2 separate regions of the Mus musculus genome follow, and region 2 is linked to region 1. A link is a contact called in public Hi-C data. All regions are on one chromosome and are shown on one strand. Each heading gives the region's core, a stretch centred on a gene start, on an enhancer-like site or on the middle of the called end of the contact. The rest is flanking DNA. Distances are from core to core; before and after follow the strand shown. Region 1 overlaps Cnot10 (CCR4-NOT transcription complex, subunit 10). Region 2 overlaps Cnot10 (CCR4-NOT transcription complex, subunit 10).

What was found. Hi-C and Micro-C count contacts between places; a contact is called where the count stands out from the background.
Region 2: a contact with region 1 is called in a Hi-C map of embryonic stem cells, with 1.9 times the contacts expected there. The contact joins two enhancer-like sites. A contact is called at or near these places in 1 of 39 promoter capture datasets (the 3T3-L1 cell line), 1 of 15 datasets of contacts at CTCF or cohesin (pro-B cells), 82 of 484 Hi-C or Micro-C datasets (the AML12 cell line, CD4 T cells, the CH12 cell line and 35 more), 10 of 115 datasets of contacts at active chromatin or transcription factors (the HPC-7 cell line, embryonic stem cells and extraembryonic endoderm stem cells) and 3 of 9 other capture datasets (adipose tissue, embryonic stem cells and pancreatic islet).

Annotation. Positions count from the first base shown.
Region 1 is chr9:114,582,972-114,587,122 of GRCm38.p6, reverse strand. It overlaps Cnot10 (CCR4-NOT transcription complex, subunit 10), which reads left to right. Exons shown (of 20, transcript NM_153585.5): 20 at 784-1,249. Among named protein-coding and RNA genes, the nearest start is that of Trim71, 21 kb to the right of the region's middle. Within about 2 kb of position 2,857, at least 138 of the 459 cell types and tissues checked have an H3K27ac peak or open chromatin away from gene starts, as enhancers often do. A contact at or near this core is called in embryonic stem cells, where this site is marked.
Region 2 is chr9:114,622,874-114,626,721 of GRCm38.p6, reverse strand. Cnot10 (CCR4-NOT transcription complex, subunit 10) reads left to right here. Exons shown (of 20, transcript NM_153585.5): 6 at 239-325; 7 at 819-902; 8 at 3,760-3,848. Among named protein-coding and RNA genes, the nearest start is that of Gm51659, 10 kb to the left of the region's middle. Within about 2 kb of position 2,036, at least 4 of the 459 cell types and tissues checked have an H3K27ac peak or open chromatin away from gene starts, as enhancers often do. A contact at or near this core is called in embryonic stem cells, where this site is marked.

The DNA of each region.
Region 1 (4,151 bases), core at 1,608-4,107:
CTGTGCACAAGTCTCTCTGGACCCTTCTTCTTGGAAGCCAACAGGAAAAACTACTGAAAATGTCATGGATCCCATGTCAGTCTGGCACTTGATTCTTTGTGCCTGAGCTTTGCTGAGTGGCAGGGATGCTATGGTCCATGGAAAGAAAGGACCTGTGTTGGTTGACGCCACACAAACCAGTCACCAGTCACCTGGGAAGAGGGAGCATGACTTGAGGAAATGGCTTCCCCAAACTGACCTGTGGATAAGTCTGTGGGTCATTGTTTTGATTGTTGATGGATGTGGGCTCAGCCACTTCTGAGCAAGTATAAAAATGGTATCCCAAATTAAACCTGGGAGCAAGCCCAAAGCAGTGTTTCTCCATGGTTGCTGCCTCTGCTCCTGCTTGAGTTCCTGCCCTGATATTTTATTTATACATTTTATATTTATAAATTATTATATGACTTTATTATTTATATTATAATTTATATAATATTTATATTATTTATACACACAGGTATATAGATATATAGTTGTTGTTGTTGTTGTTTTTTCATTAAAAAAGGGAGTGGGACAGTGGTTGCACAAACCTTTAAGCCCAGAACTCAGGAGGGAGAGGCAAGTGGATCTTTGAGTTTGAGGCTAGCAAACTTTTATTTATTTAGCTATTTTGTGGCAGTTGTCTTAGTCATTGTTCCAGTTGCTGTGAAGAAATACCATGACCACAGCAACTTAAATAAATGGAAACATTTAATTGGGGCTGGCTTACAATTTCTAAGGTTCAGTTCATTATCTTCATTTCAGGGAACATTGTGGCAGGAAGACGGAAGTAGTGCTGGAGAGGAGACTGGAGAGAAACACTGGGCCTGTCCCTGTGATGCACTTCTGCCAGCAAGGCCACGCCTCCCAGTCCCTGAAGTGTCACTCCCTGAAGATGAAGCATTCAAATATGAGTCGATGAGAGCCATTCTTGTTCACGTCGCCATAGTTATGGAGGTTGGACCCAGCACTCAAGACTGTTATAAAGAATTTTTGCTTTGGTTTTTGTTGTTGTTGGTTTGTGTTGTTTTTGTTTTCTGGGGGGCGTGGGGTAGAGACAAGGTGCACCCAAGCCTACCCTCAATGACTCAGTGGCTGAGCTGTGTCATCACCAGACCTTTGAAAAGGTTTTGGCCATCATTCTAGCTCTCTCTTGGTGTCTCTGTCTCTCTTTCATGTCCCCTCTCCAAGACTGCCTTTCCCCCTCCCCGTCAATCAATCTGTTGCAGAAGATATGTTGCATGGTGTGATCTTTCCGGTAAACCTTGCCTGTAATCTGCCAAGGTACTCCCATGGCATAAATCCTAACAGTAGTAGTGTTTGCTTTTGAAACAGGGTCTCTATTCCTGATGCCCTTGAACTTGCTATGTAGACCAGACTAGCCTCAAACTCACAAATCCACCTGTCTCTGCCTCTCAGCACACCAGAAGGCAGAGAATGACAGATCTCTGAGTTCAAGGCCAGCTTGGTCTACAGAGTTCTTCCAGGGCTAAGCAGAGAAACTCTGTCTCAACCAAACAAAAAACAAAAATTTGCAAAATTTGAGTGACATTGAAATATGTGAGATTGGCCGGGCGTGGTGGCGCTCGCCTTTAATCCCAGCACTGGGAGGCAGAGTCAGGCGGATTTCTGAGGCCAGCCCGGTCTACAAAGTGAGCTCCAGGACAGCCAGAGCTATAAAGAGAAACCCTGTCTCGAAAAACCAAAAAAAGAAAAAAAAGAAAAAAAAAAAAAAGAAATATGTGAGATTGAAGCCATTCTGGACAGTATAGCAAATTCCAGGCCAGCCAGGGTTTCATAATGAGACCTGTCTCAAAGGGGAAGGGGAGAGAATAAGAAGTAAATTATGAAGATGGGTGAGAGGAGCTGAAGGTATGCAGAGGATGGTGCTCGATTCCCAGAATCCACACGGTGGCTCGAAACCAGGTAGCTCCAGGTCAATAGAGCTGATGCCCTCTTCTGGCCTCCGGGGGCGCATAACCTGCTGGTAAAATACTCCCCATGTAAAGTAGAGTTTCATGCTATTTTTCTTTCTGGGCTTAGCAGTGTTCCAAGGGGCCTGAAATGGGGTGGCCTGTAATAGCCCCAAGGTCCCAGGGCCCTCAGTATTTGTGTCCCTCACCCCTTGTGGAGTAAAGGTTGAGCAATGGCCCAGGATAGGTGCCTTAGTTAATGGTCAGACTGGATCCTAGAAGCCAACAGGCCTGGCCTAAAGTAAACACAAAGTAAACACGCCCTGACACAAAGCTGGGAGGCGGGCGCAGAGGCTCGGCCAGGTGCGAGTGGGCTGTCACGGAAGGAGGCAGTGAAGTTCATTAGCCTCCTCATTTGGGGCAAAGCGAATCCGTGTGGTGACACACAATTGTCTTGGAGGATTTAAGGGGATTTGCCTGAGTGTCCCGGTGGGCCCCTAGCCTCCTCCTAATCCAGTCCACATTTCAGACTACTTAGGAACGCATTAAATGTCAAAGCCGGCGTTTAGGAAAATATCTACATTTCGTATGCAACGCCCGGGTCAAAAGAAAAGCCAAACCGACGAACCTTCCAGCTTTTGGCGCAAGAGGCACTCTGTGTGGTCCCCAGTGTGAATGGGGAGGGCCGCGCTCCCCTCCCAGGAATGCAGTCCTTTCTCTAGGGGAAAATGCTAATGCTTTGTTTCTGCCTTGGCTCCCCCAGGCGCGGGGGCGCCCCCGCACGATTGTCACCGCCACATTAGCATGTGAGCAGCCCCTATCCCCACCCACACCCACACCCCCCCCCCCCCAGCTCAGCCCTGATTGGGGACTTCTGGGACCCGGGCAATGGCCAGCTGCCAACAGTCTTACCACAGTCCATATCTCCGCTGAGACCTCAGGAAGCTAACAGGCAACCCTGCAGGTGGGGAGTTTTCACTCCATACGCGTTGATCCTTTAATATACGAGAAAAAACTTTATTGTAGCTGTCCCACCAAGGAAATCAAAATCATTGGAACAGCTGTGGTCCCGCTGCGATCTGTGTCCTTATCACCAGGGTATCCTGCCCACGATGTGACTCTTCACACGACCTCCAAGCTATTCCCAGCGGGGACAGCCGGGAAGGGGTACGGCCAGCCCGCGGGATCCCTCTGGAAAGCAGCAGAGAGGCAGAGTCTCGGGACGCAACCGGGAATCCGCGTGGAGCCCGGGGCGCCGAGCGCCACCTAGCGGCAGCGCGGAACAGCCCAACAAATTTCTTCACTGATTTCTTCCCGTCATCTGTTCCTTTCCACTTTATTCGATTCTATTGATTTTGTTTTAGTTATTTGACTAGTTTGTTTTATACAGCTTTATTTTACTCCTGTCACTTCCGTGGTTGAGTAAATGTATAAGCCATTTCTATCTTTGGCTTTTTTTTTTTTTTTTGGTTTTTTTCCCCATTGTTTAGATTTTAATTTTTACCATAATAACATTACTCAATGTATTTCATTTGCTTCGGTTCCTTGACTTATCTTTGCTCTGTGGGTGAAGGTTTAAGATCCTCTGTACTCTTCTGGCTCTTTTCTGCCTGAGTTTTTGGGGGTTTTTTTGTTTTGTTTTTTTGTTTGTTTTTGTTTTTTGAGACAGGGTTTCTCTGTGTAGTCCTGGCTGTTCTGGAACTCACTTTGTAGACCAGGCTGGCCTCAAACTCAGAAATCCGCCTGCCTCTGCCTCCCAAGTGCTGGGATTAAAGGCGTGCACCACCACCACCCGGCCTGAGTTTTTAAAGAAAGGAAAAATACTGCTTTAGCTAAGTACTCCCAAGTATTGGACAAGGATGATATTTTATGGCTTTATGCCGAGGCTGGGCCAGGCAAGCATCTATTTGGATAAATACCATTGATAAGTATTTCAGCTGGCATTGTGACAAAGGACTGTCTTGCCTGTAGTCCCTGACTAAGGCAGAAGATTGCTCAGAAGTTTAAGCTTGACTGCATGAAACAATGGAGTGAGAATTTGTCTCAAAAATCAAACGACAGGGACTGGAGAGATGAATCTACAGTTAAAAACACTGGCTGGCTGGCTGACTGCTCTTCTAGAAGAACCGGGTTCAATTCTCAGTGCCCACACATCGACTCACAGCCATCTGCAATTCCAGTTCCAAGGGATCCAACGCCCTCTTTTGGCTTCCTCTGGGC
Region 2 (3,848 bases), core at 787-3,286, 40 kb before region 1:
AGGCGTAGTCTTGAGTGGCACCTGTGATTTTAAATGGGTCCCTGGTTATGCTCATCTATGAGTTTCCTAAGTGTGCCACGTTAGTGTGCCACTCGACTCTCAGTCCCTAGAAGTGGGCTCTGCAGTGGCTTCAGTTTGCAAATGGCCTCTGGGTACTTGACTTGGGCACTCTACTTAGCTCATCTGGAACTGAGTTACCGTCATAACAATCCCATTGACTTTGTTTCCTATTTTATAGACTGGCAATAACAGCAGCAAAGATGGATCCAACCCTAAGGCTGAGAGTGCAGCTCTAATAGAGGCTGCCAAGTCCAAGATACACCAGGTACGCACGCTCACAGTGTGGGCGAGCGAGCGGCAGTGTGAGAGGCACGTGAGCACTAACTCAAGGCGGTGCGCTTACTCGGATTCAAAGGCTTGGAGTTGAGAGCTCAGTTAATCCCTCTAAATACATTTTGCTTGAAATATATACATTGTAACTTCTATAAATTACTGTATAGAACTTTGAAGTAGCCTGTAGTGTATGATAAAGTAATATATTGAATTTTAAAATTATCTTATGCAGATTTGAGTTTGTAGGTTTTGCTCAGGGGTAGAATGATGGCCTGCAATACATGAAGCCTTAGTTTCTATCCCCAGCACCACAAGAAAATAAACAGGAAACAGATACTTAAGATAATTTTAAAGTTGCATTTGCGTATGACTGGCTTTTGACTCTGTTGTATGCAAATGAGAGTTAATGTCCTGGACTGGCTAGCAAAGGTTGAGCCTGTGCAAGTGACCCACCCCTCTTACATGTTTCCATTCCTCATTGACAGTACAAAGTCAGAGGGTACATCCAGATGAAGTCCCTGAAGGCTTGCAAAAGGGAAATCAAGTCTGTCATGAACACAGCTGGAAATGTAAGTTCCTCCTGGACTTTCCTCTTGGTGGTCACTTTCTGGCTTTCTTATTGAGACTGTGAGGATTTGTCAGTTCGCAAAGGTAAAACACATGTCTGTAACCCCAGCTCTGGGGAGGACAGGATGGGCTTGCCGGCTTCCAGCCTACCACAGGAAACGCTCTCCAAGTTCAGGGGGAGCTTCAGCAGACTCAGCAGAATAGGAAAGGGTGGGATACCTGCTGCCGTTTTGTGGTCTCTGCACACAGGCACACACACACCTGCACACGTACACTCGAGTAAAGAAATCCTGGGCTTTCTTTATGGATGGAGGGGTTGGTGTTTGGTTGTTTGTGTGTGTGTGGAGGGGGCTGTTTTGTTTTGTTGGGGTTTTATTTTGGTTTGGGGGTGTTTATTTTTGTCTGGTTGGTTTTGTTTTTGTTTTTCAAGACGGGGTTACTGTGTTACCCTGGCTGTCCTGGAACTCACTTTGTAGACCAGGAATGAGTCCCAAGCACTAGATTAAAGGTGTGTACTACCACCACCCAGCTAATAAATCCTGTTTTTAAAACTGATGTTGTGCAGTTTACTGCTTGTACCTGAAGTACCTCTACCTAGAATAATCCCTGAGACTACAATTGCTTATTGACCAGATCTCTGGGCTGACAGAAGGCCCGACAGAGAAAGGACTAGACCATAGACAGAGAGTATGTTTATAAGTTAGCAAGTAAATCCTGGGGCGGAGATCCTCAGAGAACAGTGTCCAGACCTTTGTGTGCATTTGTATTCTAAATCAGTGCTCTCTGGAGGCCCCTCCAGTGTGAAGATTTAATGAGAGTGGTACGAAATCCAAGCCAAGGATTTTGGAATAGAAAGATTGGTGCCTGAAAACAAAACTTTGGAATTTCTTCTCTTCATATAGGAACATGGCTTCTTTTTATACTTGCAAGAATACTGGTTATTGGGAATTAACGAAAGGAGAACTTGAATCCTAAGAAAGGAGAAAGATTGGGGATAGCTCAGTGATACAGCACTGGCCTAGCACCACACAGTCAACCTTGGGTTTAGCCTCTAGCTCAGACAGACAGACAGACAGACAGACACACACATGGATTTAGTTCTATCATTTAAGAGGTGGAGGCAGGAGGAGCAGGAATTCAAGGCCAGTCTGGGCTGAAGTGTGACCATGTTAAAAACAAGGGCTAGAGAGATGGCACTCACTGCTCTTGCAATGTGAGTTTGATTCCCAGCGCCCACATCAGGCAGCTCACAATTGCCTGTAACTCCAGTTCCAGGGGATCTAAAACCCTTCTCTAACCTCCAATAGCCCTGAACACTCATATACATATAAATAAAAGTGAAAATAAAACCTTAAAAAAAAAAAAAAAGACATCCCTCCATAGTGTGCACATAAATAGAAAGCTTGGGTGTGGTGGCCCGGGCCTACACTATCAGCTTTGGGTGTTAGACTCGGGCGGATCTGTCGTTCAAGGTCATTCTTGGTTAGATAGCAAGTTCAAGACCAGCTTGGGTTCCTATGTGAGACCATGTCTTTAAAAAAAGCATGTGGGGAGGCTGGAGGGGTTGTTTGGTAATCAGGAATAAGTATTACTATTACAGGAAGACCTGCGTTTTATTCCCGTCAGCCATGTTGGGTGGCTCACAGCCTGTTATAAACCTCAGCTCCAGGAGATCTGACATCCTGTTCTGGTCTCCATAAACACCCATACTCAATGTGTCCCCCACTCCCACATACACTTACACATAAGCTAAAAAAATAAAGCTTTGTTTTAATGCCTTATTGCTGTAAAGAGACTCCATGACCAAGGCTACTTGAAAAAAAGAAAGCATTTAACTGAGGCTTGCTTACCATTTTAGGGAGAGCGGACAATGGTGGCACACGCAGACATGACACCGAGAAAGTAGCTGCAAGGTCTCTAGCAGGATCCCCAGACAGCAGGAAGGGAGAGCCTAGCTTGAGGCCACCCCCAGTGACATACTTCCTTAACAAGGCCACACCTCCTAACTCCTCTCAAATACTACTTGGGACCAAGCATTCAAATATCTGAGCCTGTGGGGGTCATCATTCTTATTCAAACCATATGATCTTTTTTAAAAACAAAAAGAACTACAGAAGACCACTCTCTAAGTTACTGTTCTACTGCTCTGAGGAGACACCATGACCAAGACAACTCACAAGATGAATTGTTTAATTTGGGGGCTCACGGCTCCAGAGGAATAGAGTCCATGACCATCATGTCAAGGAGCACGGCAGTTAGGCAGGCATGGCGCCATAGCAGCAGTTGCGAGCTTATGTTTGATCCTGGAGCACAAGGAGTAGAGAGCTATCTGGGAATGATATGGGCTTTTTAAACCGCAAAGCGTGGCCCCCGTAACACACCTCCTTTAACTGGGGATCAGGTTTTCAAATATGTTCATGGGGCTGTTTTCATTCAGAACACCATGACCATCAATTTTGCAATGACCATTAAAACAAAAGTCCTAGTTTGTGCTGTAAAACTGGCTTTTAATAAGCCAGACCCAGGGTTCTGTGCTTGTATTCCCAACTCCTTAAGAGGCTTAGGCAGAAGATCACTTGAACATAGAGCAGGCTGGGCGCAGGGAGGATGCAGGGAACAAAGACAGTCTTTTGATACTGTGTTATAGTGTTGTTGTTGTTAAGGTGGTCACTCACAGGCTTTTCTCTTTGAGACTTTGGTATTTTAAATAACAGGTCAGTGAGCATTTAGAAATTGTCTTCTGTGGCATGATTTAACCGATTGATTTATGTCCTAAACACTTCCATGCACAGCAGTATGTCACAATCGTGCAAAAGACAACTGAAAACAAATTTAAATCACTTTTATATTCCTTTACAGTCTGCACCTTCCCTGTTTCTTAAAAGCAACTTTGAGTACTTAAGGGGCAACTATCGAAAAGCGGTGAAGCTGTTGAATAGTTCAAACAT